Regions from separate parts of the Drosophila melanogaster genome. Here region 1 is linked to region 2. Evidence: chromatin contacts called from public Hi-C data. All regions are on one chromosome and are shown on one strand. The core of a region is the stretch at or near the end of the contact, and the rest is flanking DNA. Distances in the headings are between cores, read along the strand shown. Region 1 holds the start of sls (sallimus). Region 2 holds the start of acs (arcus).

Evidence for each region. Hi-C and Micro-C count contacts between places; a contact is called where the count stands out from the background.
Region 1: a contact with region 2 is called in a Hi-C map of the Kc167 cell line, with 2.2 times the contacts expected there. A contact is called at or near these places in 22 of 107 Hi-C or Micro-C datasets (the Clone 8 cell line, the Kc167 cell line, the ML-DmBG3-c2 cell line and 6 more) and 2 of 7 datasets of targeted methods (both in the Kc167 cell line).

What each region holds. Positions count from the first base shown.
Region 1 is chr3L:2,114,005-2,119,304 of dm6, forward strand. sls (sallimus) reads right to left here and starts at 1,607. Exons shown (of 31, transcript NM_001274385.1): 1 at 1,396-1,607; 2 at 122-462. The coding sequence starts at 293. It overlaps zormin (zormin,), which reads right to left. Exons shown (of 17, transcript NM_001043113.2): 16 at 4,763-5,125; 17 at 3,462-3,619. The coding sequence ends at 3,612. It also overlaps asRNA:CR45802.
Region 2 is chr3L:1,967,893-1,973,239 of dm6, forward strand. acs (arcus) reads left to right here and starts at 3,746. Exons shown (of 9, transcript NM_139429.2): 1 at 3,746-3,929; 2 at 4,182-4,307; 3 at 4,371-4,521; 4 at 4,585-4,706; 5 at 5,146-5,347. The coding sequence starts at 3,925. It overlaps CG11815, which reads right to left and starts at 3,308. Exons shown (of 1, transcript NM_139428.3): 1 at 2,299-3,308. The coding sequence starts at 3,238. The coding sequence ends at 2,387. CG1927 reads right to left here and starts at 2,187. Exons shown (of 3, transcript NM_139427.4): 1 at 1,708-2,187. The coding sequence starts at 1,725.

The DNA.
Region 1 (5,300 bases), core at 357-2,856, 140 kb after region 2:
CTTGGGGACAGTGGGGATTCTAAATCCACGGTGTGAATCCCACCGAGCCTCGCAAACTTCCCTGAGATCGGCCGTCTCCCTCAACGGGGGACATCCAAGGACACATGGGACGAGGACTGACCTTGCCGCTGGGTGGTGACCTGGCTGCGCTGGACGTGCTGCTCGGTGCGGCTAATCCTTTGCTCCTGGTGCTGCTCCTGGCTGGAGTGCGAGTACTCCTGGCTGGAGAACTGCTGCACCTGCTGGTGCTGCTGGTTTTGCTGCTGGTACGGGTTCGGATTTTGTCGTTGCATTTTGCTTCGTTATATATCACTATATATCATTTAAAATGACAACCAAATCGTTGCAGAATGAACTGCACTGTAGAATTGAACACCTCGCGATCACTCTTTCTTTGATTTGCTTCTTCACTTGATATACTTCTATATATATTTATATCTCTTTGGTCGCTTCTTTAAATTGCTGAAATAGAAATAATAATTGGTAGGAACTTTCACTTTAATTAGGCAACGAAAATTCACGGCACTTGTTATTTATCACTGCGATTTCGGCCAACATTTATATTCATTTTATTGCCTTGCATCTTTGAATTTCTTTAATGTTTGGCTGTCACACATTTTGTTTAATGGCTTTGAAATTTCCTTCTCGATATACGAGTAGATATAAATCAGGCGAGATCGGAGATCTTCGCATGACGTTCATATCAGCCATCCTTCTTCATATTCATTTTCATATTCTTTCGCCTGTGAGGCATTTCCAACTATTTTTAGCCCCGAGAATACACTGCGACACACAGATACGCACTCACACACACACACACACTTGTTCTCATACACACAAAGAAACACAGTCGGTGGTAGCTTCTTATTTTTCACGGGGCTATTAATAAACATTTTTCTGGTTTCTCCTATAGGAAAACCTTGCATTGGCCCAGTGATCTCCGTTTAAGAATGTTCACAATTTTTCAGACACTATCTTGGCTGCTCCAGCGTATAATCCTTGCCGGGATCAGCCAGGATAATGCATATCGCACACATGGCACAGCCGCGTATACGTGATCTTTTGATTTGTGCAGGTTCGACTATATATATATAGATTGCTTGATATCTGTTTGCACACGATTTCACAGTCCATTCGTTGAATTGGGTGCGGACCCACGAAGTGGAGCCACCGAAGCACCGATCCGATACGATACGATCCGAATCGGAATCGGAATCGGAATCCGAAACGAAGCACCCGATCGGGCGATATTTTTAGATATTTAGCGCACTGAAAAATTCTTTCGGCATTTTTCTCAAAGTGGTTTCGTAACCAGAGAAAATTTTCATGAACACTTTTTGCATTCACAATTCCTGCAGGATTTGCATAATTTTCACACTTTACACTGATCCTTACTCGAAATTGCGATATCCTTTCGACGTTCTATATATATATTTGCGTTTGTGCGGGGCTCTAAGCGAACGAAATGGCTGCGAACGTATACATATATCTGTACCGTGTGGTGCGTTTAGATATAGATATATGTATATTCTTTTAAAAAATATCTATTTTCAAACTGTTTCAAGTCATAATCCCCGAGACTGAAACCAAGACGTCGATCGTTTCTGAGGTGCGAGCGAAGAATGACAAAATCTCTCGGAAAATGCGATCAAGTAGCTGTGCCTGCCCAGCCGAATCTCGCCCGAATCGACACGATTCCAAACGATCTCCCGCCGAGAGAGAAAATCTTGCTCCACATGAGATATTTTTGCATTTTCCTCGGGAAAACAGTCTCACAGCTTTTAATGCACTACACAGCACGATGGGGTGTATAGGTTTTCCGGGCATGTTTGATATATTATTCCAAATCTGCTGTAGATATTCTATTTCAAATTTTTCCTTATCCTGTGAATCTCAATAACTCCGTACTCCGTTTTCTTATTGGGATATTTATCAAAACTAAATTGCTGGGTGTCCAGTAGTTCGATGGAAAATCGTCCCAGAGTCTTGGCCATTCTCGTTGAATCGACAATGAGAGATATCTCTGAGGATTTTGAAAAGTGTTCGGGCTTTGAGTAAGTTGGCTAAAAATATATGCCGATTTATTTTTGACACGTATTTTTCAACATTGTGTGCACGAAAACGAAGACATCCTACAGAAATTCTAGATACTGTTAGAGTCAAATGCATACACACGGCACAGATAGATCCCTATCTATTGATTCCAGCTAAAGATTCGTTTAGAATGCTGCCCTCCAAACCGAAACCGAAAATCAGAAGGAAATATCTATCAGAGTTGAACTTGTATAAATAAATAAGACAGCAATTGCAATTGGATCTTGGAATTATCATTTGCACAATACAATCAAATTTGGCTCATGTTTGCTTTGCCTTCGCGTTTATTTTTTTTTCACATTTTCCACATAATTTATTTTGTTTGTCTAAATTTAAAACCACATAAGATGTATAGATATGTATAAAATTTGGCTCGTCCGCCCGCCTCTTGATACATATAACTTGATTATTCATTCTGTCTCTTAATCATCAGCACCGAGATGTATTTCAGTGACCAATTGGCGAAAAAATGTCGCAACTTTCTATTTCTTTTTCGCCATTTCAGAAAATCCGAAAATACAAAGTGCAACTAAATCGACAGTTGGCTTTGGCCTTTTATGGCGCGGAGTTGTCGTTGTCCCAAGGCAGCCACTATATCGCTGTATACGGCAACCCGGTTTGCAATGGTCATGCAATATTGTTTTTTATTGTGCACAAATTAATTGTTAACATGGCCACTGGCCAGCAGTAGAGTAGCAGAGCCAACCCAGTAACATAATCATTAAATTACAAACTCGGCAAAGTTGATTCTAGGCAGCCAGGCGCAGCGACGGCAAAGTTTCGACTGTCACCGACCAGGTACAAATGTATCTGCAAATGTATCTACAGGCATTTAAGTGCCCCGTGCAGAGATAAGCCGAGTAACAGAAACAGGCAGCACGCATCGCGGCTAGCTTTCTTCTGGTTCTGGCTAAATTATATCCACCGAAACAACAACAGCAGCAGTAACAGTTAGCCGGTTCTGCAAGGCAGATTGCAAAGACAGTTTGCGTTTGTTGCTAGCAGCGATGCGCTACGAAAATGAATGGCATGCAGTGAAAGAAATATTTGCATTTAAATGGTACATTGCCCGACATTATAAAATTAGTTCGAAACTCATTACGCTTTTGATAACTACTACATATAGTATAGATCTTTTAATTAGATGGCTGATCATAAGCTGAAATTTGTCACTTTATTTTTTTCAAGTGCACAGCTTTTCCAAGCAACCATTCACTTGACAGCTGTCCGTAAGATTAAGAGCACTTATCTATCTGACCAGGCTGAGGCTGTATCTGTATCTTATCTGCCGTCGCAGATACTTTGTGCAAAAAAATTCGCCCAATTATGTCACTGCCCGAGAATGTGCCAACAAACACAACACTTGTACAAGAAAACATTTCACTTGTCTTTTTAATTAGTATTATTAATGGTTTAGTATACATAATAAGGCAACAGTAGGTTTAGTTCGTTTTAGTTTTGCTCAAAAATTAGTTTGGCTTCTCCCAGCCACGGGCTCTCGAACACGGGCGATGCATTCAATTTACTGCAAACAAGAAAAAGAATTCGAGTTCAATTAACGATCGTACAGAAGACCAGATCGACAGGATGGAACAACAGATGCTGGATGAGTTGACACTTGAGCGTTGGAATCAAGCGGGCGGGCAGAACATGCAACATGCAACAGGCAGTGGGAAAGATGAATGTAAAGTATCTCTGGATTATGGTATGAGAATGCCACCCCCCCAAGCCGATGAGCCGAGCTGGCGACCCCAAGCCAAGCCAAGCCCATCTTAATGCTATAAATACACTACGGAATGTTCTTTTCTTTGCTTTGTACTTTTTTTTTTTAACGCAGATGTAATGAGTCGCGTTAGCAGATCTGCATTGCCAGAGTTTCGTCTGGCATCGAATTTCGCGACCATTGCAGCCAGCCTCAATCTCAAAGTCAATCCCAATCCAAGTTCCAGGTCCCAGTCCCGGTCTTGAGCCCCTCCATTCAGCAAAACCATAAAACCGAAACGAAATGTCGACAACTACGATGTTGCGGCTACTGCACTGCATGCCAAGCGGCAATTTAGGTATAAAATGTCCAAACCTGGTCGACTCGAACCTTGCAACAGGGTATCGGAATAGTCTAGTACATGAGGCAAAAAATCATAGTACAAAATGTTAACGAATTACTTGTTAGGTAAAGCATTTATAAAAAATGTATTAATTCGTTGATTAGAAATATACTAAAAGCAAGTACAAGTATATTTAAATAATTTAAAGAGCATCCCAAAGTCGACTTTACACGACTTGCTTCTTTAGCCTTTTCATATCAATTGTTTATACAATTAGACACACGAGTCGCAGTCAAAGTCCCTCTGTCGAACCTCCCTTTCTGGTAAATGAAAGTTGCAATGTGGTGCAGAGCGGTGGCTGTAATCTATATTTAGTGATTTTACATGCGGTATCTCAAAGATATTCGAAATATGTGTGCATGAATTGCGTGACATGGCAAATGGTTGCAAGATTGTTTGAGAGATCGCGATCGCGTCTGCCCATTTTGTAGCTAGCAATTTTCCAGATCGCTTGAGGATCGAAATGATGCATTTAGCCGATGATTAATTATGGATTCAATATGGAAACAGCATTCAATGTAAACTAATGGGCCAATGCCATTGAAATGATTGATATTGTTTACCTGTTTGCTCACGTAGCTGCGGTTCCTGGGTAAAATCCGAAATGGACACGGTCTTGGTGCTCACATAGCTGATGGACTCGATCGTAGTCTCCCACTTCTGGAATGTGTTGATGGTGTCGCTTCGCAGTGCACGACTCGACTGGGAGTGATTATGACTTCTCAGTGGCGTCGAGGAGCGCAGCGACATGGTCGATGTGGCCGAACCCATGGAGGAACTGGCCGGCGAACTGGTCGACGTGGATGAGAACGACGCAGATTTGCGCAAAGGCGTTTTATTGACGCCATTACCCAGGGGCTGATCCGTGGCCTCCGGCGCCGGTTCCTCCTCGGTTATTAGCAGGCTATCCGTTTGAGTGCCTTGATCTGCAGAAATGTGCACGGAAAGAAATGTCAGTGTTTCGTATATTTCTAAAATCACCATTTAATTTACTTAGCCTAAGATATTACATGTTAATTAAGTAATTAAGTAATGGAACAAGCTTTCGAATTTTCGACCCTTTTTTCCGTTCAGTGTAGGACTGGGAATTTTGGCGAGTTA
Region 2 (5,347 bases), core at 2,496-4,995:
GACGAACAAGAAGCAGACGCCAGTCACAGAAATGTGTTTATATATCCCGAAAATAGAATCACGTACGCCTATTCTGATAACATCGCCAGATCGTACACCAGGGCGTATGAATAATGAACCGCTTGCGACACCTGAGATTACCACTACTATTACTAGGCACTAATGCATCCCACCCGACTTCTTACCACGAACATGGCTACTTCGGTACTGAAAACTAGACCCCCAAAAACCCACGAAGGCGAACAGAGCCAGAAACTCAAGTATCACTTATCAGTTGCGGCTGGAAGTCGGGCCGATCGACAGACGCCGCCTTCTTATCGGTTCTATAAAATAGGGCGTGGAAATCGAGGGGGGGGGGGCAACTCCGCCCCCTTAGTCTATTAAGGTGCAATTAATGCTTATGGACGGCAGAAAATTGTAAATTGCACATGCAATTACAGACTTTTTCACTCAATTTCACAGTCCTTTGTTTTTGCCATAGTGACACTAATAACTTGAGTTGCATAAGCACCGACCGGTTTGCGTGTCCAATGTGATTTGATCAGAACACATATAATACAAACTGATGGGGCTAAATTGATAATCTCCCTGATCTCTGATTGGCAATCGAATAAATTGAGTTATTGAGTTATATCGAAACTACTTTGTATCAAACAGAGACTGACATTTAATCGAACCTTAGCTTGACAACCTGTGGGCATTATGTTCCCAAGATCACGAAGGCAATTAAACACAATCGCTGTCGATTTGTACTAAAACGTATATTCATATTAGATTATTATTATATTGGCACAGTGCAATACATTTAATTATCTTGCTGAACTTGATGGTGATCTTCAAATTTCTGGGAAAGTTACCACCAAAACTACGTGCAAGGCAAACTAAACTCTTTATAACTACTCCTAAAATATATAGAAGTACAGATAGCAAACCTATGATGAGTTGGTAGCATGATAAGTTGGCTACTCCCACTCGAGTTCAGATTATTTTTAAAGTCAAAACGCTTATCGAACAGCAAGACAAAATAAATAAAATACCTTACAATTGCTAGCTTGATAAGTAAATTGTTATTTGAGCCTGACAAATGCCTTCACTTGTTTCGTTCCCAAGTCGCTTGTTAAGTTCATAAACTGTATAATCCACATTTAACCGTGGGTTGTATAACACATTACATAGAAAAGGGTGGATTTTTATTTTCTCAGTGCTTTTCATGTTTTGGTCAAAAGCATGTATTTGAGCACCCCTCTTGATGACGTCCATCATAAACAAAGTTGACTTATGTCAACTGAATGTACTATGTACGGTGGTGAGCCCTTTTGAAAAAAAGACTGTAATGGCAGATAAGCGGTCGAACATAAAAACAAGGCCAGCTAATCAATGTGACTAGATAATCTACACTATATTTAGTTTATGAATTTGGCTATTGCGTTCTCTTTTCGGCTTACTGGAGTCACAGTTGGCTTAGTGCTGTAGTCTGTAATTAACTGAGTATGGGATTTGGCCCGGCATTTTATGGCACCTTAATTACAAGCCCGACATGAGCCGCAAAAAATCCTACAGATCCCACTCTTCTTTGTATATATATATGTATATTTGTTTTCCAACTAACCAAGATGGTTAACTGGTTTACAGATCGCAGCTTTCATAGTACATCTGGCTCTCTTTTCTCTTTTCCGTTTGGCACTTCTCTCCGCTTTTGGCACTTACCTTAATGGAATAACCCATGGCTGCTGTCTGGCTTATGGTTTATTTTCACAGTTATGTCGGCGTCTGGCTTTGTATTTATTTGTCAAAACTATTTTTCACGCGAACCACAAACAGAAACTCACACAAACAACGTATATCTGCGAATTTATATGCGAGTGTGTGTGTGTATATTTTGATCCACTGCAATCGGAATATTATATGGACGAGGAAACTGTGCTACGATGGATATTTCGAAACCGGTTAAGCGGTTCGCCAGTTGCCTTTGCTGTTTTTGCCCGTTTCATTTGCGGCTCGATTGTTGTGTTTATTTTGGTTGAGGGGCGACCTGTTGGCTTTTCGATGATTTGGGAGATCCGCAATTAAATTTGCATAGCCAATCGGTATAATGACTAAAAAAAAAACGTAGTTTCGATATCGGATTTTCACGCTTCTCTCGGCGAACTCGAACTTTTTCCACACACGCACACCGAACAACTGATTTCAATTCGTTGGGAGAGAAAATCGGATGGTGTGACCGCTAATATGCCACCAGTATATACCAGTTTTCGAAAGAGCTTTTTCAAAGCTCAACACACTAAAAATACTGGAATTAAACTACAATTCATTTATTAAGCTACCAAATAACGTACATTTTTGAACAATATTGTTCATTTTTCAAGAGTAACGCAGTCTGCTTTATTTAATCCTTTTTGTTGTCATCGCCTTCACACTTTCCTTCCTCCTTCTTTTGTTGCTCCTTCTTTTTGATGTCTTCTTCCTTCTTTTGGCACCAAGCTTTCAGTTCATCCTCGCTCATGTCCTGGACTTTCTTCTCCTTGGGCGAGGACTTGGCCTCCTTCTTTTCCTGCTCCTTCTTTTTGATGTCCTCTTCCTTTTTCTGGCACCAAGCCTTCAGTTCCTCCTCGCTCATGTCCTGGATTTTCTTCTCCTTGGGCGAGGACTTGGCCTCCTTCTTTTCCTGCTCCTTCTTTTTGATGTCCTCCTCCTTTTTCTTGCACCACTCCTTTAGCTCCTCCTCACTCATCTCCTGGAGACACTTCTCCTCGGCCGAAGATTTGGCCTTCTGGATTTTCTTGGCTTGGTTGGAGAGTATCGCATCGCACTCGCTTTCCAGCTTCTTCATGGTCTCCAGTTGGGCCTCGCCACACTCGGATTCTTCGTCGGCTTCGATGGATGCCTGTAGTCCTCCGTCCAATCGACGTTCGTCTCGTAACTCCACAGCCGTGACCGTGAGTTCCATAAATGAGAATCGATGATAGCCAAAGTAAGTTGGGTTCTTGTAGGGCAGCGCTTTGCCTGCTCCTGGTCCCAGCTTCTCATCCGGTCCACTGAACTGGCGGAAGGAAGAGGGTCTCACAAACGGCGGCACATCGATCCCATTGTGATCGACACTGGTCGGTTGGTAGCCCTCATCCGGTGGATCCTTTGGTGGGCGAGGGGTGTTCGATGGCTTGTTGCTCAACTTGGGCTTATCAGACAGGCGGCGAAGAATTACAGGTTTTATGAACAATCGAAGTGGATTCTTAGACATTTTCGGGAGCACTTTTGTTTTAAAGTAAATGTTTTTAAATTTTACTGTTGCTCAAAACAGGAGATGTCATTTTCAGAGGTTACTGTGTAAAATTGAAAATATACATCTCTACATCACGTATACGCCCTGATATCCTAAAGCTTTATTCTGTAAAGTAAAATGTAAGCTTTGTGTGGAAGTATCGACTAACTAGAAATGTTGAATTCAATGATGTCCAAGCTTTTGCCATAATATATTAGGTATAAAGAGTTTGATGATTGTCGATGAACTTTTCGGGAGGTTCAAACCGATCAGCAAACTGGTTAAGGCCTTCATTCTGGTTTTATTATTTCCACTTAAGAGTGCACATAATATTTTGGCATACATTTCGGATTGCTGCACTCCGGTTTCCCACGTTCCCCGCGAAGTCTTCTGATACGGCTGATTATCGTGCAATTATCTTTCCAAGATTATCAGCACGGTTTACGAACGAGAGGTGTTGAGCGGCTTCGACCGGGATCCGAAATTTAGTATCCGTCCGGTGGGCCAGGCACTCGGTTGAGTCCCCAAGAAATCTGGTTGGGCCGGGAATTCGCAATCACGAAACGATCTTTGTCTCTTTGGCGACTTAATTGCGTGTGATAAAAGATTTATACGCCCGCGAGCTCAAGTAGCTTTATCAAATACTCGGTCGCTACTTTATCGCTATGAAGTGAGTAGTCTTCGTATTCTTCTGGTTTCGAGATCGTAAAAAATAAGCTAACTGATGCGCAAACACAATAAATGACAAAACATTAGCCTCAACCAAATCCCGGTTAAGAAATTGTATATTTTTACGACCTTTAATTTTGAACCAACATCTTTTCTCGAGGAACCTCCTTGGCGCTTATTGTTTAACGACCCGAACCCATTTATCAATCAATCAATTCACCTCAAAAACAACTTTTAATTGCTCCCCCAACAGCGACGATATAAAAACCGTGACGGTTTACCCAACCACACTGGAATTAACGACCCCAACAAAATCAGCGAATGGCAGTAACGATGATTACGATCCTCATCAGCACCGCGAGCTGAAGAATCCCACTACGTAAGCATAGATTTTCAACAGTGCTGAGCTCAGAGAATCATTTTCAGGCCCCACTTTCCCCAGAAACTTTCAGACATTCGCCCACTTCCTGAAGGCTTCCGTGGGCACTGGCGTCCTGGCCATGCCCAGTGCCTTCGCACACGCAGGATATGTGAATGGCACCCTTCTCACGCTGATCATTGGATCGCTGGCCCTCTACTGCCTGCACATTTTGGTGGGTTTTTGGTGGGAGTCACATAGAAATTTCCTTACTTACTTATATATACTTGATTTACAGATCAAATGCATGTACATACTGTGCAAGCGGCAGCGGGTTCCCTACGTCAGCTTTTCGCAGGCCATGAATCTGGGACTCAAACAAGGTCCACCCTGGCTGCGTTGTTTGGCACCCATTGCCGTGTAAGTGAAGTAACTCGGCAAAACAACTGCTATCTATAACTTCCCTCTATATATTGATTAACTTTCTAAGTGCTTTTTAATGATTACTCAATTGGGTAATGAAAATCTTATCTTGTTGTTGATCAATAGATTTTCACTACGATTTATTGTATCTTTATCTTTACAATAGCACCCTAAAATATGGGGGCACATCCCAATAGTTTGTTTAGTAATTGGTTTACATCGCTTATCAATAATATCTTGAGGGTTTTTTTTATTCAATTACTTGCTTAAGTTGCGGAAGGTTTACCAATTTACATTTTAGCCAAGTGTTGAGTACCTATTGTGAAATTTGTTTCCTAGTGGCTTTAGCATTTAACTTAGGCATGAGGCATACTTACTTGTTTTATGTTTTATATATTGTATGTAAATCATATTTTATAGTGTTATTTTTCATCAGTCCCTTTGTAGATGGCTTCCTGGCCTTTTACCACTTCGGCATCTGTTGCGTCTACGTGGTTTTCATAGCGGAAAGCATAAAGCAGCTGGTGGATGAGTATCTGGTGGTCTGGGATGTGCGAATACACATGTGCATCATCATTGTGCCACTCCTGCTGATATATAGCATAAAGAATTTAAAGCTACTCGCGCCTTTTTCCAGT